3 separate regions of the Mus musculus genome follow, and regions 1 and 3 are each linked to region 2. The links are chromatin contacts, called in public HiChIP or PLAC-seq maps. All regions are on one chromosome and are shown on one strand. Each heading gives the region's core, a stretch centred on a gene start, on an enhancer-like site or on the middle of the called end of the contact. The rest is flanking DNA. Distances are from core to core; before and after follow the strand shown. Region 1 overlaps Ptprg (protein tyrosine phosphatase, receptor type, G). Region 2 overlaps Ptprg (protein tyrosine phosphatase, receptor type, G). Region 3 overlaps Ptprg (protein tyrosine phosphatase, receptor type, G).

Evidence for each region. HiChIP or PLAC-seq counts read pairs in DNA pulled down with a chosen protein or histone mark.
Region 1: a contact with region 2 is called in an H3K27ac HiChIP or PLAC-seq map of embryonic stem cells, with 18 read pairs. The contact joins two enhancer-like sites. A contact is called at or near these places in 4 of 484 Hi-C or Micro-C datasets (embryonic stem cells, liver and nephron progenitors) and 5 of 115 datasets of contacts at active chromatin or transcription factors (cardiomyocytes and embryonic stem cells).
Region 3: a contact with region 2 is called in an H3K27ac HiChIP or PLAC-seq map of embryonic stem cells, with 22 read pairs. The contact joins two enhancer-like sites. A contact is called at or near these places in 2 of 484 Hi-C or Micro-C datasets (embryonic stem cells and nephron progenitors) and 3 of 115 datasets of contacts at active chromatin or transcription factors (all in embryonic stem cells).

What each region holds. Positions count from the first base shown.
Region 1 is chr14:11,962,204-11,966,003 of GRCm38.p6, reverse strand. It overlaps Ptprg (protein tyrosine phosphatase, receptor type, G), which reads right to left. Exons shown (of 30, transcript NM_008981.3): 4 at 3,282-3,430. Among named protein-coding and RNA genes, the nearest start is that of 3830406C13Rik, 320 kb to the left of the region's middle. Within about 2 kb of position 2,158, at least 13 of the 459 cell types and tissues checked have an H3K27ac peak or open chromatin away from gene starts, as enhancers often do. A contact at or near this core is called in embryonic stem cells, where this site is marked.
Region 2 is chr14:12,112,277-12,116,023 of GRCm38.p6, reverse strand. The region is part of intron 7 of Ptprg (protein tyrosine phosphatase, receptor type, G); the gene reads right to left. Among named protein-coding and RNA genes, the nearest start is that of 3830406C13Rik, 170 kb to the left of the region's middle. Within about 2 kb of position 2,288, at least 27 of the 459 cell types and tissues checked have an H3K27ac peak or open chromatin away from gene starts, as enhancers often do. A contact at or near this core is called in embryonic stem cells, where this site is marked.
Region 3 is chr14:11,901,052-11,904,495 of GRCm38.p6, reverse strand. The region is part of intron 2 of Ptprg (protein tyrosine phosphatase, receptor type, G); the gene reads right to left. Among named protein-coding and RNA genes, the nearest start is that of Gm52128, 330 kb to the right of the region's middle. Within about 2 kb of position 1,550, at least 9 of the 459 cell types and tissues checked have an H3K27ac peak or open chromatin away from gene starts, as enhancers often do. A contact at or near this core is called in embryonic stem cells, where this site is marked.

The sequences.
Region 1 (3,800 bases), core at 909-3,408, 150 kb after region 2:
CTGCCCTTTGGAAGTGGAGGTGGGGTGAGACCAGAAGAGAAAGCCCACACTTACAAACACCATGGAACTTTGATTCTAGGAAGCAAGTTTGCCATGTATAAATAAAGGTAAGACTTCTAAGAAGTGACTCATTCTATTCTCAGGGCAGGAGGGCCCATTAAGTTGAAACTCCCCTCAGAATCATATAATTAGTGTGACCAGGAGAGGAAGTCCTACAGACAAGGGTGTACAGGGGCGATGTTAAATTAAACAAATCACAGAAAACATGAATCACTTTTTCAGAGTAGTTACTTCTGGTGTCTCTAGGACCAGTATGTAAGAGAGAGATCTATTTCAGTGTAGGTGATACTATGATACATGTGAGCGTGTGTATAAATGCATGCAGATATACATTCATGCATGTATATGTTTTCATCCATAGGTTTTGTCGTCTGATCCTTCAAGAAACTAGAGAATCCTTCTCAAGAGAAAATAAACTGTCCGTAAGGCCAGTTCAGAAACACCACCCTGCCCCAACATTGTGTCTTGGGATTGCCTATAAAGAAATGATTTGTGTTACTTTGTCTGATAGTGTAACTAGCCTTACCACCTGCTCTCTATACAGGGAAAAAAATGCTACAGCCAGCCCAAGCCCAAAAGAATTTGAAGGAACAGGTCTGAGTAAGCTGCCCTGCCCCAGCTACCAGCACTAGCCCAGACATTACTGTACATGCTTCCACAGTCCACACTTAAATGAGTAAGAACTGACTTGTGGGAACCTCACAAGCTCCTGTACCCAGGATCTCCAGACCTAATCACGTTTCCTCTTCTCTAATTACATTGTCTGGAACCTTTCAAATATCCATTGCAACAAACTTGGGAGATGTGGATGTGACTAAGGTCTGTGAGCTATATCAGAAAACTAATAATGAATAGGGGTATCCGGAGTCTCACAGGCAGAAACTTGTGATGGAAGTAGAGGTTGTCCGGTGCTACAACCACTCCAGTAGTGACACGCATGACAGGCCCCAAAAACCTGGACGCAGTCCTGAGATGAAAAGTTCACGAAAACTTAGTCTCCTGGAAATTTGGCTAGAATGACCCAGATTTGTCCCTGGGATAGTGTGGGGGGTCTTGCACGCTTTCTTAAAATATTTTACTGGATAAGAGTTAGAAATCTCAGGGCAAGCTTAGCAAAGTATACTTAGAATCTTCATTATAGTCATGGATGGCAGACTACATTACTTATTAGTAGAAAGCCCCCCCCCCCAACACACACACAATCACTTAGAATAATAGCTGAGCTACTCTCATATGCAAGAATTTACAATTATCTAGGAAGAAGGAAGGTTGTGGTCTAAGAAGGAACTAGAGTAAAAACTTAGAACTATAGATAGCTGAGTTACACCCATACACAGGTATTTACAATGGCCTAGGGGGAAGGTGGAGTATACAATAGACTAGAGTAGGAACAATGGCAAGGGTGTGAAGCCCTTGCCCCTGGCTTCTAAAATTAACCCCACCTTAGGTGGGGTTACTATGGATCCCAATTGTTAACACTGATTTTATCCCAGTTGGTTCCCATTAGCTTTTTTTTTTTTTTTAAAGATTTATTTATTTATTACATGTAAGTACACTGTAGCTGTCTTCAGACACACCAGAAGAGGGCGTCAGATTTTGTTACAGATGGTTGTGAGCCACCATGTGGTTGCTGGAATTTGAACTCTGGACCTTCGGAAGAGCAGTCGGGTGCTCTTACCCACTGAGCCATCTCACCAGCCCCCCATTAGCTTTTAAGTACGCACTCCTCTGTTTTGTAGTAAAAGTAATTTTGCATCAGATAACTTCAATGTACCTTGAATGGCCTTAATGTATCACTTAATTTCTTTGTTTCCTGTAATATAAAAGACGGACTTCGACAATTACATTCAGATACCACACTCCCTTGTGTTCATATTTGTTTGTCACCCCCTTCTCGCCAATTCCTTGCCCGCCTATAACCACCGGAACCCCATTTTCCTGCAGATCGAGGGCCCAATTGAGGTTCTTCTGCAGCAGTCTGGTAGCAGTGAGGCTGTCTGCAGGATCTACATAATCTCCACACAGAGGTAGTGCGGGAAGGAACAGACAGGCAGAGCCGTGCATGGAACTTTCAGCACACTGCTGGGGTAAAAGCTCCACACATTCTTGGATCTAAAGTGGTCTGTGTCGTGAGAGTACAGGCGGAAATGCTGAGGCGGAAAGACTGTCCCATTGAGTTCAAAAGCACTCCAGAGCAGAGATACCAGCGCCTGTTCCAACTTACATGAGTTCTCACACAAGGGTCATCAACAGGCTGCAAGAGCTAGGTAATAGACCTAATGCTCTGTACGTCATACATACATGTGAAATACATGTATTTTCATTATGAAGAGGATCCCAAACATTTATCAGACTATCAAAGCAGGACACAAACTGAGAAACATTTGTTGCTGAAATGATACTGTTATCTGATTCTGTGGTTAGAACAGTCCAGCATTCCCTAGGGACTCCCTGTTTTATCCAACCAAAGACTACCTGCATATCTACTGAGATCGGCCACAAACCAGTCAGGCTTAGCATATAGGCATCTAGCCAATCAGCACGGGTTATCCTAACAGAATAAAACTAAAACACACGAATAAAGCAAAAGGGGCTCACAATACATGTCATATGCCAGGTGATACTAATGAAGGTATGGTTTCCACAGGACTCCTTTGTCAATTCTATATATCAGTACCATGGCCTTCCGATTGCCAGCCTGGCTTTGTGAAAAGATGGCCTCACAATGCTTGAGGAATGAAATAGAGTTACCATCAGTTCTAAGAAAAGATGACAGTGGCTCAGACCATCAATAGTCACATCCAGCTGGAAGGGACCAAAACCCAAAACAAACTCTTCAAAGAAGGTCACACCTCAGAGAAGATTCTGAGACTTCTTTCCATATCACCAGCCTTTTCATTTTCTAAAGAGTGACAAGAAAGTCTCTAAGCATCACATAAAATGTCACCTTCACAGAAAAGAGGGCCTGAGAAGCAGATTGAAAAGAGAGACTGTGTCAAAGGGAATGAAGGATCCCTAAGCAGGCAAAAGTCAGAGTGCCTGTGGACACTTTACGGCTTTCCTCTATAGCAAAGAAGAGACTGTGGGAAGCTCTTTGCTGTGCTCTCCACATAGGGTTTCCTGAGAGGAATGCAGGGAACGTCCATTTAGCCTGCAGAATGACTGAGGTAAGGACACAGCCTCCAACAACAAGAATCCCCGTGATCCCCAGTTTTTCTCACCTCCACAGGAAACCTCCGGCCATTGACACTATGCTCTGAGCCAGCGGAGCCATTGCTGTGGCCCCAGTGAAACTCCACCTTCTCAGCTTTGAATCTGCCCGGCAGTCCGGCACCACTCACAAAATAATCGTCTTTCAGCAGGATGGCAACTGTCAAATGGGAAGGAAGAGAAGGAAAGAAAAGTGAGTTTCAAACACAAACGTTAAGTTTTGCTGTTTTGTTTTTGTTCGTTGATTCTTTCAGTCAAGTTCATGATTGCCAAGGTGTGGATCACTTTCTCACATTCCTATAATACAGGTCAAAACCAGTGGTTTCAGTAAATAAGGTGGTGCTATAGCGGGCTCCTGGAGCACTGATTGGTTCTTGTTATGAGCCTTACAGAGCCACCTTCATCACCACTTCTGGAGTCTCTTGTAAGCTGTGACTGCTTACAAGAGACTCCAGACGTTGGGTTTGCAGGCCACTGGGGAAGAAGAGGGAGGGGAGGATCATTGGACTTCATGATCCCAGTCTATCCTT
Region 2 (3,747 bases), core at 1,039-3,538:
CTTCAGATAATTAACTAGGAAAGCACTCTCTTTTGGGCTAATGATGACATCTTTGGGCAGCACATGGTGTTGGAAAGGATGCTCCTGGATAACTGACATACTAGTTCTCATGACGTCTTCACCATAGCAGCCAGGAGCTACGCATGCATGTCCCTTAGCTCACACATACTGCGATAACATTTCAGGTTAAATTCTATATTAAAATCGATTTTTCTGTTCTTGTTTCTATTTTAAATATAACCCACTATAGAACTTAAACAAGATACAGGGCTTGCTTTATTTCTATGGGATAGGGCTGTCACTTGGGTATGGTAATCAATTAATAAGGAAATTAGGAAGACGACTAATGATCCTTAAGCTGCTTCCTCTCATGTCAAGCACAGGTCTGCACATTTCACCTCGATTATCATTTTATCTTCATCATTTTATGATGTGGAAACAGAGGACAAAGTAGAGAAAGTTATCTGAGAAATGGGGCAGGAAGAGAACTCTCAGTTTAGAGGCAGTGTGCCTCTAAAGCCCAGCTTTAACTGCAAAGTCATGCTTAGTTACTGTGACAGACAGACAGACAGACGTCGTTAGTTATGTGACAGACTTGCCAAAGAAGGGCAATGCAGATAAACCTTCCCTTTCCAACCTGTCTCACTGATTAAAATAATAATAATAATAATAATAATAATAATAATAAAACCAAATGTTCAAAGCAGACTAATTAAGACATTTAGATTTATTGCATAAATCGGTATATTGCTGCATAGTGGAGAGCATACACCCAAAAATTATACTCATGGTAAAGGGCTGGAGGGATGGCTCAGTGGTTAAGAGCACTCATCACCCTTACAGAGGTCCTGAGTTCAATTCCGAGCACACCCAGTGTCTCATTCTAGTCTGTAACTCCAGTTCGAGGAGATTCATTGCCATCTTCTGGTTTTCCCAGGTACTAGGAATCCTGTTCGTCTAGTACAGAGACATATGTGTAGGCAAAATACCCACACATATAAAATTTAACTATTAAGACAAGATCATGCTGGAGAAAAACCATAGGTAATGCCGCATTTTAATGGATAGGAGGATCCACTCCAGTGGTGACAATGGGCAAAGAAGCAGCGTTTGTAAAATTCTCCTGCAGGATGAACTGAATCCACATTAGAATAATGCCTTCTGGACTCAGCTCCAGAGAAAGTGCTGAACAAGATATACATATGTATGGACGCTTAAGGAAAGACTGCAGACACCTGACTCCAGGCACTACTTCCATTCCTTGGTACTGCCAGACCCAGGCTGCAATTCTGTATGGATGATAAGGAGATGGCAGCATTTTATTTCCCATTTTCTCTCCTCTTATCCCCTGATGTGTGTGTGTGTGTGTGTGTGTGTGTGTGTGTGCGTGTGTGCATACCCACTCACTGGGGAATCTGAGGCTGATGTCAGGCATTGATCATTCTCTATCTCTTTGCATCATACTCACCAGGACAATCTCCCTCAGTCAAACCCCAAGTATAGCTAGTTTTGAGGACCAGCTTGCCTGAGGACGGCCTGTTCCAGCCTTACATGGTTGCTAATTACAAGCGGGCCACTGCACTCACTCAGTATTTTTGTTTCCAGAGATGCAAACTTTGATTCTCATGCTTGTGCAGCGAGTGTTTTTACTGTTGAATCACATTTCTTCCCAGGCCCATGGCTTTGCCTAGTATTTACGATGGATGTCGACTGGAGTCTCATAACCTATACTGACTACTGGTCAGCCCAGGTGTCTAGACTCCACCCAAACTGAACACATTTGAATCTACATTATCATACAAGAGAGAGGCCAAGGTCACTGGCTAAGAGCTGGTTAGAATGCCAGTGTAGGTTCACAGGGAAGAGTAAAAGAGGCAAGTTAAGAACCTGCTTGTGTGCCCTGAAAGCCTTTAAGGAAATCCATCTCCCCAGCTCCGACGACTGGGTTGATCGGCACAACTTACAGAGACCTCACTTGCTCACTGCTTGCCCTTACTGATGAGAGAAAAGATAAGAGAGGGAGGCTTCTGAGAAACAGCGGACCAGGACCTGAAATACTGGGCTGTTTTTTTTCTGACAGAGGCAGTTGTGGAATTCCTAACCACTCAGCTTTTCCAAATTGGCCCTTGTGCCCCTGAAATCAGTGCTCTCTGCTAGCTTCAGAAAGAACACTGGAATCTGAAGTTTTGAAGCATTAATACATAGATGGACACTTTTCTCCTGGGGTGTGGTGTCTGTGTGTGGCGGGGTGTGTGTGTGATGCAACTGCGGCCTCTGTACGATGGCTAGCAAGGAGCCAGTGAAGCCACAGAAACAGGAACCTGTCCCTTCCCTGGGAATAAACAGCAATGTAGGGTGCAGGGTCTGATAAAAGTGCAGCCCTCTGCAGGCAGCTTGTAATGAATTAGAAAGCAAGTCGGGGTTCTTTTTCTCTGTTTGGTCCCTTCCAGGGAAGGCAAACACCTGCATTCTTCTCCTTGTGTCCTTGCTCTAGAGCGCTGACAAGCACAAAGGCATGACAAAGCACTTTCTAAAAGCTCCAGTTTCCAAATGTCAAAATGCTTGGAATCCACAAACACTTCTGCAGACATCCACTCCTCGAAAGTGTGTGTTTTATTGGAGTCTATTAGATAGCTGTAGCTGCCAAAACAACACAGTATGTTGATGGCCTTCAAATCCCTGAGCTCGCCAACGTCCACCCCTCACTACAAGAAGAAGAAGAAAAAAAAAAGTGGGCAAATCTTAATTTCAATAGCTCAAGCATTTAAATATTTGAAGACAGAAGCATTTATCTTAAGTAAAAAAAAAGAACCCTTTTGAAAATCAACTACACTTTTTCCTCAACCCTACAGAAATAAATATTTGGACTAATTTCTTTAAAAACAAAACAATGTTGGCTTCGCCATTAGGAAGAAAATTCGTCTCTATTTCATTTTCTCCTCACAGCTGGCAGATCCTGTTCAGGAACCAAATTGCTAGCCCTACCTTTTCTGTCAGAGTGTGAATTAAAAAGAAAAACATGCTCAAAGGAAAATGACTGCTCTCAGCAGAAAAATTCAGAATAGCCTGGCACCATGCCACCTAGCTTTGCCCAGAGGATAAAGGGCTGCCCTGCCTGGTCTCCTTCTACAGTTCCTGCTCCATGTAACCCGAGAAAGGTCAACACTGGATGTCTTTGGGCACTACTCAGCATCTCCTCTGATTTGTTTAAGGATGGGCATGTGACACAAGGCCAGACTTTGGTTGGCTGAGTTCTCAGAAACATCTTCAGGAATCCTTTCTTGATAGAAGAACTGGCTTTAGCCAGCTATTGACAGCTCTTGACCTCAAGGGTCAACTAGGACTAGTGCGATCATAGTGGACCATGGAACCAGACCAAACAAGCAGGGAGCTGAGCTCTGCCAGAGTACAAGGTCAGTTCCAAAGCCATGTAAGAAGCTTTCTGATTGGAGAGACCTCTGGATGCAAGACAGATGAAACACCAGGCTTCACTGTCTAGTTAGAAGTCAGTCCAGTGCAGGAAGGCTCACACAGCCTCACCTTGAAACACCCTGACTATTGCTTCTCCAGGTACACTGTCTGCTTGGATGTACTGAAGTGGTCATCTCTGTTTGCTGTAGCCACGACAATGTCCAAGCAGAGCATCATCTGACTGACTACTCCCTATTCTCTACCCTCTGCCTTGCTTAGGAGAATCTCTGGACCATCCCCCAAGATCAAAGCTTTATTACCTATGTTCTTAGTTAA
Region 3 (3,444 bases), core at 301-2,800, 210 kb after region 2:
CATAATGTTGTTCCACCTATAGGGTTGCAGATCCCTTTAGCTTCTTTGGTACTTTCTCTAGCTCCTTCATTGGGGGCCATGTGATCCATCCAATAGCCGACTGTGAGCATCCACTTCTATGTTTGCTAGGCCCAGGCATACTCTGACAAGAGACAGCTATATCAGGGTCCTTTCAGCATAATCTTGCTAGTGTATGCAATGGTGTCCGCATTTGGAAGCTGATTATGGGATGGATCCCCGGATATGGTAGTGTCTACATGGTCCATCCTTTTATCTCAACTCCAAACTTTGTCTCTGTAACTCCTTCCAAGGGTGTTTTGCTCCCACTTCTAAGGAGGGGCATAGTGTTCACACTTCAGTCTTCATTTTTCTTGAGTTTCATGTGTTTAGGAAATTGTATCTTATATCTTGGGTATCTTAGGTTTTGGGCTAACCCTGAGATTCCACCTCACACCAGTCAGAATGGCTAAGATCAAAAATTCAGGTGACAGCAGATGCTGGCGAGGATGTGGAGAAAGAGGAACACTCCTCCATTGTTGGTGGGATTGCAGGCTTGTACAACCACTCTGGAGATCAGTCTGGCGGTTCCTCAGAAAACTGGATATAGTACTACCGGAGGATCCAGCAATACCTCTCCTGGGCATATATCCAGAAGATGCCCCAACTGGTAAGAAGGACACATGCTCCACTATGTTCATAGCAGCCTTATTTATAATAGCCAGAAGCTGGAAGGAACCCAGATGCCCCTCAACAGAGGAATGGATACAGAAGATGTGGTACATCTACACAATGGAGTACTACTCAGCTATTAAAAAGAATGAATTTATGAAATTCCTGGCCAAATGGATGGACCTGGAGGGCATCATCCTGAGTGAGGTAACACATTCACAAAGGAACTCACACAATATGTACTCACTGATAAGTGGATATTAGCCCAAAACCAACAGGCACTTTTAATGAGCTTCCCTTTTCTTAAAGTCTAACACAAGCTTCCAATGAACGCAGGCCCTCGCTATGAACCATGGGAAACCTCATGGGTGTGACAAGAATGAACTGTGTTTATCGACCAAATTCAAAGTGTGTGCTCTTTTTGCCACTTCTGACAACCATCAAGTCCTCTGCAGAACACTTCCCTGGTCATATATGTGATAGAGTTTACTATTCTCTGTGGTATGAATGCAGGACTGAATCACCACTGAGACCAGGAGAAGCAGATAAAAGACACCTACCTCCTGCTGGCACCTAGTGTATCCAAGTTATCAAGTTCAATATGGTTTCCATGTGATACAAACAGAAACAAAAGTGAAAAATGCACCAGCAAATACAGAAATAAACAAATCAATTAAGCAGTAAATATATCAACCAAGAAGCCTGGGCTGGATGGAGACACGTACATTCCAACAGTGATGGTTAATAAGATCTGTTCAGTTCTCTTCCCTAAGGGGCAAGAAAGGCAACCATGTATCCAGCTGTGATACTCAATCTGCCTTTTAGAATGACCTAGTGGGCAACCTTTTGGGTATATATGTGAGAGCATTCCAGAGAGGCTTAAGGGAAGACCCACCCAGGCCGAATTAAAAAGATCAAGAAGGCAGTGTAAACTGTGAGCCTGCATTCTCTGCTCTGCTTCCCAATTCAAGCTCAACACTAGGAGCAGATTTGGGCCCCTCCCTACCAGAATGGGCTGACTTTGTGCCCTCAAACTGGGAACCAACCGAAACTCTAGTTCTTAAAGCTCGGTGTATTTTATCAGAGCACCAAGAATGTAATTAATAATACAGCTTGCTCTGCCTGTCCTCATGGATAATGCCCTCAGTCCTACGTCATTCACAATTCACAGAAAGGGCCTATGCAAACACTGAGTGCGCTCTAACAGCCTTTGATGAAGCTACAAATCCACAGAAGCAGTGTGACAGAGGTACCAAATGCTTGTGTGCATCAACATGCAGAAAAAACCCATGTGTTTGCTGAAATCCAATTTCATGATTTGTAGGCCTATCTTTTCTGGCTTAGGTGAGTTCACACAAAATCTTCCAGCTGCTCTGATATTCTGTTTTGGTTTTGTTTTGTTTTGTTTTGTTTTCTGTTTAAGGACTTTCAATGACAGCAGGAGCCTAAGATCTTTTCAGGAAGAGTCAAAAAAATCTACTGCATTAAAGAGGCCCTGTACATTAAAGAGGCCCTGGTTCTATGTTTAAGTATGCTAGTCATGACACGTATTTGCTTGCAGGCCTGTCGTCATCTTAGGACTCGGGAAGCTGAGGCAGGAGTATGGCCCACTATTTTGAACGCAGGTTAGGCTAGACAGTAAATTTTAGGCCCCTACAAACCTGGTTCGCCCCAGCGTTGTCCACAGCAGGTGCTGCAGTACTATATATATATATATATATATAGGCCTGCAGGATAGGTCAGGCGAGTTTTCATTCATTCTCAGCAAAGCCTTCAAGGACTTATGCGACACCACCGGTGCTGTGTAGAGCAGCCTGGGTAACAAGGGAGAAGCCAGCTGGTTTGGATGCCAGATCTTTGGAGTCCCAAAACCACTGAATAATCAGCTTGAAAGATGTGCATCAATGTTAGACTGTGAGGATATTCAAAACTAACACAAGCACACATACACACACAGAGCCAAGTCTTTCTTAAGATTGTCCTTTGAGTGGATGGAGAAAAGGCTCAGTTGTTAAGAGCTCTTGCTGTTCATGCAAAAAGGACCAGGGTTCAGTTTGCAGCACCCATGTGGGGGTGGGGTCTCAAACCTACTGTAATTCTAGTTTCAGATGTTCTTCTTCCCTCTTCTGACCACTGCAGGCACTGCATGTAAATGGTGCACATACATACAAGCAGGAGAAATATTCATTAAATAAAACACATGACTATTAAAACACGAATGCCGTACTTTGACAAGGCAGAGACTGACGACTTTTCTAGCCTGTCCCTGGAGAACTGACTACTCTCACACTCACCGTCTGATTGCTGCATTGCATGAAGCTCTCTGGTCCAGTGGAAAAAGGAGCTTCAGACTGTGAAGGGGCTGCAGAGTTGTGCGAGCTGAGAAGGGGACTTAAGTTCACCTCAGTCTATAAGCATCCCCAGATGCTTACCAAACTCACATGCTCCTGAGCATCGAGAGTGGGATGAAGGGTAGGAAATAAACTACCTCAGTACTGAGACGTAGGACACAGTCCAATTACGAGGTCACAATCATGTGAAAGTGGGGCATCAGCAGGACTCACCTGGGTGTGATTTCCATGGAACATTTAGACTATGTCTGAGAGGTTTGACTGTCATAACCAGAAGAAAGGTGATACAGGGGGTGACCCCTGGGATGCATGCGATGACTCTTGCTTAGGCCCCTCCACACAAAGTAACTACCAAGTCCCAGAAGTCATTACCTCTCCGAATGAGAATTCTGAACACAACTCTTGAAATTTTGTCCCCTCTGGA